Regions from separate parts of the Pan troglodytes genome. Here region 1 is linked to region 2. A link is a contact called in public Hi-C data. All regions are on one chromosome and are shown on one strand. Each heading gives the region's core, a stretch centred on a gene start, on an enhancer-like site or on the middle of the called end of the contact. The rest is flanking DNA. Distances are from core to core; before and after follow the strand shown.

Region 1 (4,357 bases), core at 1,375-3,874, 170 kb before region 2:
CAGGTCCCTCAAGTTGGAGTTCACTGAGAAGTTAACTCCTGTTCTGTCAGGGCTCTTTACCCAGGAAGAATACATTGTGCCCCGTCCAGAGTGAGTCGAGTCCAGTTGGCTGTTGGGCTCAGCCCTGTCATGTGCAGGCGTTTCCAGGGTTTTATGTAGGGCAGTTGGCTCAACTGCATCGAGTCCTAGCTGAAGGTCTGACACAGGTTCCTTTTCTCCAGGACACTGCCTGTTGACTTCAGTCCTACTCCTAGGGCTCGTATAACCAATAGTCTTTATTTCTTGCAGACCCAGTTCAGTTAAATTAGAATTTCTAAAAGGCCCCAATGTTAACATGGTTGAAGATCTGTCATATCCCTGTTTACAAATTAAAAAAAAAAATTACACAAATAATCACATCTTGGGACTGTTTATTTCAAAATTTACCAGTAATTTAAGGAAAACAATGTAATAGGAAAAAAACTACCAATTCACCCTTTTTAAGTTAACTTCTTACCTCTTGACTATAAGTGCGTCTCTTTATTTCTGGAGAACTTTCTGGGGAAGAAATATTCTGTATATAAAGAAAGAATTAGAATTGAAAATTTAAAAATACGTAAGTATATCCATAATAATTATAGAAATGAAAACAAAATGAAAAATATACAGACTTTAGTTTTAGATCTTGTTTCCTGTTTATTTCCATTCCCCAAATAAGACTGCTTTAAGATCAATTTGATACACACATTTAGTCTACTGTGTATATCAACAAGATGAAAGTTATGCTCATTTTAGTAAAAATAAAAACATCTAAATTCATATAAATGAATTTTTCTGATTTTTAGTTTCTTACAACCTTTTTTTTGTATTCTCAGCACACTAGTTGTTAAAGGAGGGGAAAGAGCTCTTAAAAGAAATTCCATCCCCCCAAGTGTTGAATTTTTTTTTCTCCATTAAAATTTCTCACCTCAAAGTGCATGGTATTTCCTGGTGTACCAGGAGTTACTGGGGTAACTGGTGAATATATGGGTTTATAACCATTTCTACAAGTTTCATCATCTGATTTTATCCGTGGAGGCGTGGCAAAAGATGGGTCCATAGGAGTAATATCGGTGTGAGTTGGTGTAGCATACGGGGAAGGAGTAGGTGTGGAGGTTTCTGAGTAAACCGAATCTAGCAACTGATAAAATCTTCGTTTTTTTAGTGGTGTAGTTAAATCTGTTGGTGAAATAATAATCTGTAAGAAATTACACTGTTGCTATTTGTTAAAATCTGTTTGTGTCACATTCTGGGAAAGATAAAATATAAACAATGGCAGTTATGACTTTTACCCCAAAACTGAATTTCAAGGTTTTAAAAAAATGGTACTAACATGAAGCAGTGCCCCCTTCCCTCCCCAATTAGCAAGCATTACCTTGCCTGGAGGGATTATAGGCCTAGGGGTCTCAAAGTATCTTACAAGTACTGATGTTACTTTAACTGATTTGTAAGAGTCCTTGTCTGTCTGAAAAGCAGCCAGTCCAGAAGCCTTTAAATATTCATAAACCCCAGCATACGTGGTATTGTGAACTGGTATCTTCAGCCAAAAAATACAGAGGACAGAAAAGAGAAAATCTATACAACAATGTGCTTCTCTTCTAAAGTGCATACCAGTAACTAGAATATGCCTGTTATAAAGCTGTATGTATGCCCTGCCACATTTCTCAAACCAAAACTCTGAAAAAAAAATTCTACCTGGAAGGGAACAGCTGTCATTTAATAGTAGTGGACTTTTATTTTCACCATTGACTGCAGGACTTCTGGATCTTTCTTGACAGGGTGAATTAAATCTATGTAAAATTGCTGAATTTTCTTCTTCCAGAGCTTGTTTCAACCATCGCTGAATAAAACAGAATACATGAATGAACAGGAATCAGTTTGTAGCTGTTTATATAGCCTGTAAATACAGAGCCGATTCCAAAAGCATTTCACTACCATGGATGGTAGTAAGGAATGAGTTGGCATTTGGCTCATTCTACATTTTTACTTCCAAAGAAAAGTTTACCTTCTTGCATGAACCAGAAATGTTTTCAGTAGGTTCTTTTCTTCTCCTTTTTTCTGAAAGGAATGGTGAAGTAAATCTAATATAATGCTTAGGAGTGGAGTATACATGGGGGCTGTAAGTGAGACCTGGTAAAGAATTGAGTTGTGTAGCTAACACTTCAGGATCTGTAGTTATGCGTAGAGGCCTTTCTGAAAGGCCATCTGAAGGTTTTCCTGTCTTCTCATTCTTCTCACTTAACCATTCATTAACCAAGTGCTAGAGAAAAGAAAAAAATTGGATCATTATATAATTCCAAATTCTCCTTTGAATATTCTAATATCAGATTTGAAATTGGTGTATTATCTAAAATGATAAATTGGGTAATTTAAATCATTCATATGTGATCAAAATATCAGTATGTCCTTTCACATTTCTTAGTTATCTACTGTTATTCTGAAACTTTTTACCCAATTATTTTGTAGAACAAAACATATGGTTGCTTTTTAAATATTTATATTACATGAAATTTATATTACTTTTTTTTTGAGACAAGATATCTCTGTCATCAGGCTGGAGTGCAGTGGTGCAGTCTCGGCTTACTGAAGCCTCCGCCCCCTGGGCCCAGGTGTGATCCCTCCACTTCAGCCTCCTGAGTAGCTGGGACAAGGCGCTCACCACCACGCCTGGCTAATTTTTAAAGTATTTTGTAGAGACAAGGTCCGCTATATTGCCCAGGCTGGTCTCAACCCCTGGGCTCAAGCAGTCCTCCCGCCTCAGCCTTGCAAAGTGCTGAGTTTACAGGTGTGAGCCACCGTGCCCAGCCAAGCTTTTTAATATAGTTACAACTAGAGACACGTCAGTACCATTTTATTAAACACACTAAATTTAGGTTTACTACCGCTTCTATTATAGGTATAAGATGTTCCATCTGTTAGAAAAATCTGATTTTAGGCAGTGTTTTCCTACAATAGCTGCCCATCAGAATCTCCTGGAGATGAGGACAGTGCACAGTACTTTTTTTGAGAAAGGGTGAGTTGCCCAGCCTGGAGTGCAGTGGCGTGATCATGGCTCACTGTAGCCTTGACCTCCTGGGCTCAAGTCATCCTACCACCTTAGCCTCCAAACTAGCTGGGACTACAGGTGTGCACCACCATGCCCAGCTAATTTTTTTGTTTTAAATTTTCTGTTGAGACAGGGTCTCGTTATGCTGCCCAGGCTGGTTTTGAACTCCTGGGCTCAAGTGATCCTCCCACCTTAACCTCTCCAAATGTTGGGATTGCAGGCATAAGCCACCACACCTGGCTCACGATACATACGTATTTAAAAGTCACCATTGACAATCCCTGATTTAAGGGGTTTGGAATATCTCTTAAGGTTCTTGTGCTTTGAAATTTTTCATAGTCATTAATTCTGCTGATTCTCTGATCTACAACATACATAATACAGTCTCTATTGGCTATATGAATATACCTGACCCTGAAGTATAAATTACTACTTTAAAAAAAAACGAGTAACCATTCATATTGTTATCTACTTAGCAAATGATATTTTAATTTCCAAGCGTAAATGTAACTTATAGAAAATATGGCCGGGTGTGGTGGCTCACGCCTGTAATCACAGCACTTTGGGAGGCTGAGGCAGGTGGATCACAAGGTCAGGAGATGGAGACCATCCTGGCCAACATGGTGAAACCTGTTTCTACTAAAATACAAAAAAATTAGCTGGTTGTGGTGGTGCGCGCTTGTAGTCCAGCTACTCAGGAGGCTGAGGCAGGAGAAGCACTTGAACCCGGGAGGCGGAGCTTGCAGTGAGCCGAGATCACACCACTGCACTCCAGCGTGGGCAACAGAGCGAAACTCCATCTCAAAAAAAAAAAAAAAAAGAAAAAGAAAATGTACAGAACTTAGTATATATAAATGTGCATATGTATATATATATACACACACACACACACACACACACAGAAACACACACATTTTAAAAATCTACCCATCCTTTTTTCCAAAGGTAACCACTGTAAACATTTTAGCATCTTTTCTGTCCCTCTCTGTATATAGAACTCCATTCCTAGGACTGCAGTAGTGAAACACATGGAGTCTGGAGCCAGACTGCCAGGAGGGTGAATCCTGGCTTTGCCATTTACACTATGACCATGAGCAAGTTAAGTAACTTTTTTATATCTCAATCTTTATCTGTAAAAGAAGGGTTGTGATAGAACCTAGTTCTATAAATAGGATTGTTATGAAGATTAAAAGTTCAATAACATACTCTTAGAACAGTATCTGGCACAGAAAAAGTGACATGTATTATTAAACTGAATGAGGCCTTTAGGGGAAATCATGATAATTTGGTACT
Region 2 (4,271 bases), core at 651-3,150:
ACATCTGCAACTTCATTTCAGTCCAGTGCTGGGTCAGCAACCCCAGGACACCTTTGACACTGGACGTAGTGTCAAATGGGGCAAAATAGATACTTGCATTCAGTTCACAGGTCCTGGTATTTCTCCCTTTGAAATGCAGAAGATACAACTTTTGGTTCCTTATGAAAGCTTTTCGTCTCCTATGTGGAGAGGCTCTGGAGCACACCTGTGTGAATGTGTGTGTGTGTGTGTGTATGTGTATGCGTGTATGTGTATGTATGTGTGCGTAGGCATGTGTGTATGTGTGTGTATGTGTGTATGTGTATGTGTGTGTATGTGTATGTATGCATGTGTTTGTGTGTATGTGTATGCATGTGTATGTGTGTACATGTGTGCATGTGTATGTATGCACGTGTATGCGTGTATGTGTGCATGTGCATGTGTGCATGTATATGCGTGCGTGTATGCGTGTGTATGCATGTATGTGTGGGTACGTGTATGTATGCATGTGTGTGTGCATGTGTGCGTGTATGCATGTGTATGTGTGCGTGTGTGTATGTGTGTATATGCATGTATATGTGTGCATGTATGCATGTGTGTATGTGTATGTGTGTGTGTGTGTTCATCTATTTGGATCATTTCTCATCTCATCTCTTGCTTCCCAACCCTGCCTCAGCCCACTCTCACTGCAGGAGTGTTTTAACTCCCTGCAAGCCAGTTTGAAGGCCCCTTGTCTAATCCAGCAGGACACTAATGGGTGTGTGTTTTGTGTGTGTGTGGTGCCAACAGTGTAATTGGGAAGTCACCTTCCACTAATAAAATACATGATGCTGGAAACAAGATCTAGCTGAAGCCACTTGTTTTGCCTCAGCTGTAGTCTGTTGTCTCTGAGGGCTAAAAGGGGGAAGCCCAAATAAGAGATGATGTTGTGGTCCCTATAACACGTTTATGGACAGGGCTGACACAGGAACACATCTGAAAACTTCCTGAGGTTGAGTCTAAGGGAACATAATAGATGGAAATGCAGAGTAGCCAGGTTGGAGTGAGCTGGTGGGTGAGTGAGATGGTGGGTGAGTGGGTGCGGATGATGGGGAGAGAACTATTGAACAGGCTGGGATATCATCTCCTCTAGTCTCAGTCTGTCCCTTCATAAAAGAATTTAAATTCCCTCACAAAGAATCTAAACACATAACAGTAGGGGACTGACTGACTCCATCACCTTTTAAATACGCGATGAAATATACTGCAACCATTAAGAAGGGTGTGGAGGAAGTGGATTTATTGACATGGAACAATGTTCATGATCTACTGTTGTTTTGTTTTTAGAGATAGGGTCTAACTCTGTCACCCAGGCTGGAGTGCAGTGACACAATCATAGCTCACTGTAACATCAAACTCCTGGGCTCAAGTGATCCTCCCACCTCAGCCTCCTGAGTAGCTGGGACTACAGGCGTGAGCTGTTGTGCTTGGCTTCATGATCTTTTGTTGTGCATACGTACAGTATTGTCTCGTTTTTTTCGTGTGTGAAAAGCGAATGAATTCTAAATGTTGAAAGTGGCTCCTAGTTATAGGTGACTTTTCTGTCATCTTTTTATTTTCTATATTTTTCTTCATTGAAAATATATTACTTGTAAATTTTTTCAAAGGATAAAATTCTTTAATAATAACATATGCCCTTGGAAATATTTCTTTGATGTTTAATTGGAGAGAGGAATTAGACGAAGAATACTCTTGACTGTCAAAGTGAGAGCCTGGGTCCCACCCACCAACCCCCACCAACCCGCCCCCCACCCCCTGCGCTCCCTCCACTGCTTTCCATCTCAAAGCTCCTGTCAGCGGGATTGCCCTTCTGAGCCCTGCTGGGAAGGATGTGGGAGATATGATAAGCATCACTGCCTTCATTAGCAGAGGGGCCTAGGGGGCCTTAGGCAGGCTGAGTGACTGGCTCTGAAATCCCTGGTTAATCGGTCCTACAGGAGGTAGGAACTGGCCTTCCTTTCTCTCTCCTTCTGTTTTCCAGCTGCCAGCTGCTCCTCTAATGAATAGGTTTTCTTCTGGTTTCAGTCCCATGACTTTGCTTTCCAAGCGCTATTGTACCCAGGCCAGCTGGTTAGCAGGACTGGTTTTTAGGGTTATAGAGTCTTCAGGTCACACAGGGGTTAAGTGCCATGGGAAAGGCCCAAGCAAAGTTAGAAGGTCACCAGGAAATCAGGAGGCAGGGCAAGGGTGAAAGGAGGTGGGCCTCCCTGCACGCACAGTCTGGGCGAGTGTCCACTAAGTTGGCAGAGCATTGTTAGGGACTTGCCGGTAGGGTTCCTACAACAAAACAATCAGGGCCTGGGTGGGAGCCAGGAGAGTGTCCAGGTGTTCCAGCAGACAGCGATGCAGACTTTTGCCATGGCTTTCAAAGGATGAAGTGGGTCATGCCCCCCTTCTCAGCAGTCCTGTGCCCTCCGAGGGGTACGACGATGCCAGTGAGGGGGTCCTCTTGAGTTCCCATAATTCCTGCAGTGAGGAGCTCAGAACCATTGTGCAGCTTTAGAAAACTGTTTGCCTTGGGAGGCTGAGGTGGGCAGATTACAAGGTCAGGAGTTCGAGACCAGCCTGACCAACATGGTGAAACCCCATCTCTACTAAAAATACAAAAATTAGCTGAGTGTGGTGGTGTGCACCTGTAATTCCAGCTACTCAGGAGGCTGAGGCAGGAAAATCGCTTGAACCTGGGAAGTGTAGGTTGCAGTGGGCGGAGATTGTGCCATTGCACTCCAGCCTCGGTGATAGAGTGAGACTCTGTCTCAAAAAAAAAAAGAAAAGAAAAGAAAAGAAAAGAAAACTGTTTGCCTGCAGGACTCTTTGTTGTTTGTTTTTACTGGGACCTGGGACCTCTCTCAGTATGGGGAGAGCTTTTTTTTGAGACAAAGCCTCACTCTGTTGCCCAGGTTGGAGTACAGTAGTGCAATCTCTGCTCACTGCAACCTCCGTCTCCTGGGTTCAAGTGATCCTCCTGCCTCAGCCTCCCTAGTAGCTGGGATTACAGGCATGTGCCACCAAGTCTTGCTAATTTTTGTATTTTTAGTAGAGACAGGGTTTCACCATGTTGTCCAGGCTGGTCTTGAACTCCTGGCCTCAAGTGATCCACCCGCCTTGGCCTCCCAACGTGCTGGGATTACAGGTGTGAGCCACTGCACCCGGCCAGTGTGGGGAGAGCTTACCTGGAGAAAAGGAGAGGCCTGAGAACACCCAGCCTTCCCAGCACTCTGGGGCTGTAGCCTCTCAACTCTTCTTGGCTGCTCTTCTGAGAATAAAAGAATTCTCACATACCAATTTCAGGGGGCACAGCTGGAAAGTAGGGAGCAGTGGTTAAGAACTCTGCCTCCTTCTAGCTGCTCTGAGCCACAGTTTCTTTATAGGCAAAAGGAAATACTCATAGTGTATGTTTCCAGGTTGCTGTGAGATAATGTAGCATAAAGAATTGAGAGGGCAGTGCTGGGAACATACCAAGCAGGGATGAACTTGAAAAACATGTAACAACCAGTAAGGGCAGAGGAAGCTCCTTCTTTGCAGATTGGAGGTCAAGATTGTGCTGGAGCAGGTTCTGGAGAACACTTCAGTGCCAGCATTAACCTATTAGCTGCTGGGCTGTGGGGAGTTTCCAGAGAGGCATTGGGTGAGGAAGAGGGGTGATGCTATTTATAATCAACTATGAAATTATTTAAATATTTTAATAATAAGCTATGGCTGTATACTATGTAAATAGTAACTGTAGTTCTAAGTATTAGTAAATATTAATGGTTAATTAGTATAAAGATTAGCTATAGGGCTTTTATAGCTAGATTCCCTCTTCCCCAACACGCACACATATACCTCCATTCTTATTTATTTATTTAATTTATTCTTGAGACAGTCTCACTCTGTTGCCCAGGCTGAAGTGCAATGGTGCGATCTCTGCTTACTGCAACCTCTGCCACCCAGGTTCAAGCGATTCTTCTGCCTCAGCCTCCCGAGTAGCTTGGATTACAGGTGCACATCACCATGCCCAGCTAATTTTTGTATTTTTAGTAGAGGCAGGGTTTCACCATGTTGGCCAGGATGGTCTTGAACTCCTGACCTCATGTGATCCACCTGCCTTGGCCTCCCAAAGTGCTGGGATTTTAGGTGTGAGCCACTGCGCCGGGCCTTCATTCTTAACTTTAAAGACAGAAAAACAAGCAAGCACTTAGGAAAAGTACAGGACCAACATGGGTCAGACTTGGATTCCAACTGTTCAGATGTGCAGTATTCTGGAGCCCAGA

Evidence for each region. A called contact is a pair of places that touch in the nucleus more often than the background predicts.
Region 1: a Hi-C map of induced pluripotent stem cells shows a contact between it and region 2, with 1.7 times the contacts expected there. The contact joins two enhancer-like sites. A contact is called at or near these places in 2 of 7 Hi-C or Micro-C datasets (both in induced pluripotent stem cells).

Annotation. Positions count from the first base shown.
Region 1 is chr6:120,485,193-120,489,549 of NHGRI_mPanTro3-v2.0_pri, reverse strand. It overlaps KMT2E (lysine methyltransferase 2E (inactive)), which reads right to left. Exons shown (of 27, transcript XM_003318730.7): 18 at 2,024-2,278; 19 at 1,714-1,858; 20 at 947-1,197; 21 at 497-553; 22 at 1-357. Among named protein-coding and RNA genes, the nearest start is that of KMT2E, 91 kb to the right of the region's middle. Within about 2 kb of position 2,624, at least 1 of the 24 cell types and tissues checked has an H3K27ac peak or open chromatin away from gene starts, as enhancers often do. A contact at or near this core is called in induced pluripotent stem cells, where this site is marked.
Region 2 is chr6:120,313,235-120,317,505 of NHGRI_mPanTro3-v2.0_pri, reverse strand. No RefSeq gene overlaps it. Among named protein-coding and RNA genes, the nearest start is that of KMT2E, 81 kb to the left of the region's middle. Within about 2 kb of position 1,900, at least 5 of the 24 cell types and tissues checked have an H3K27ac peak or open chromatin away from gene starts, as enhancers often do. A contact at or near this core is called in induced pluripotent stem cells, where this site is marked.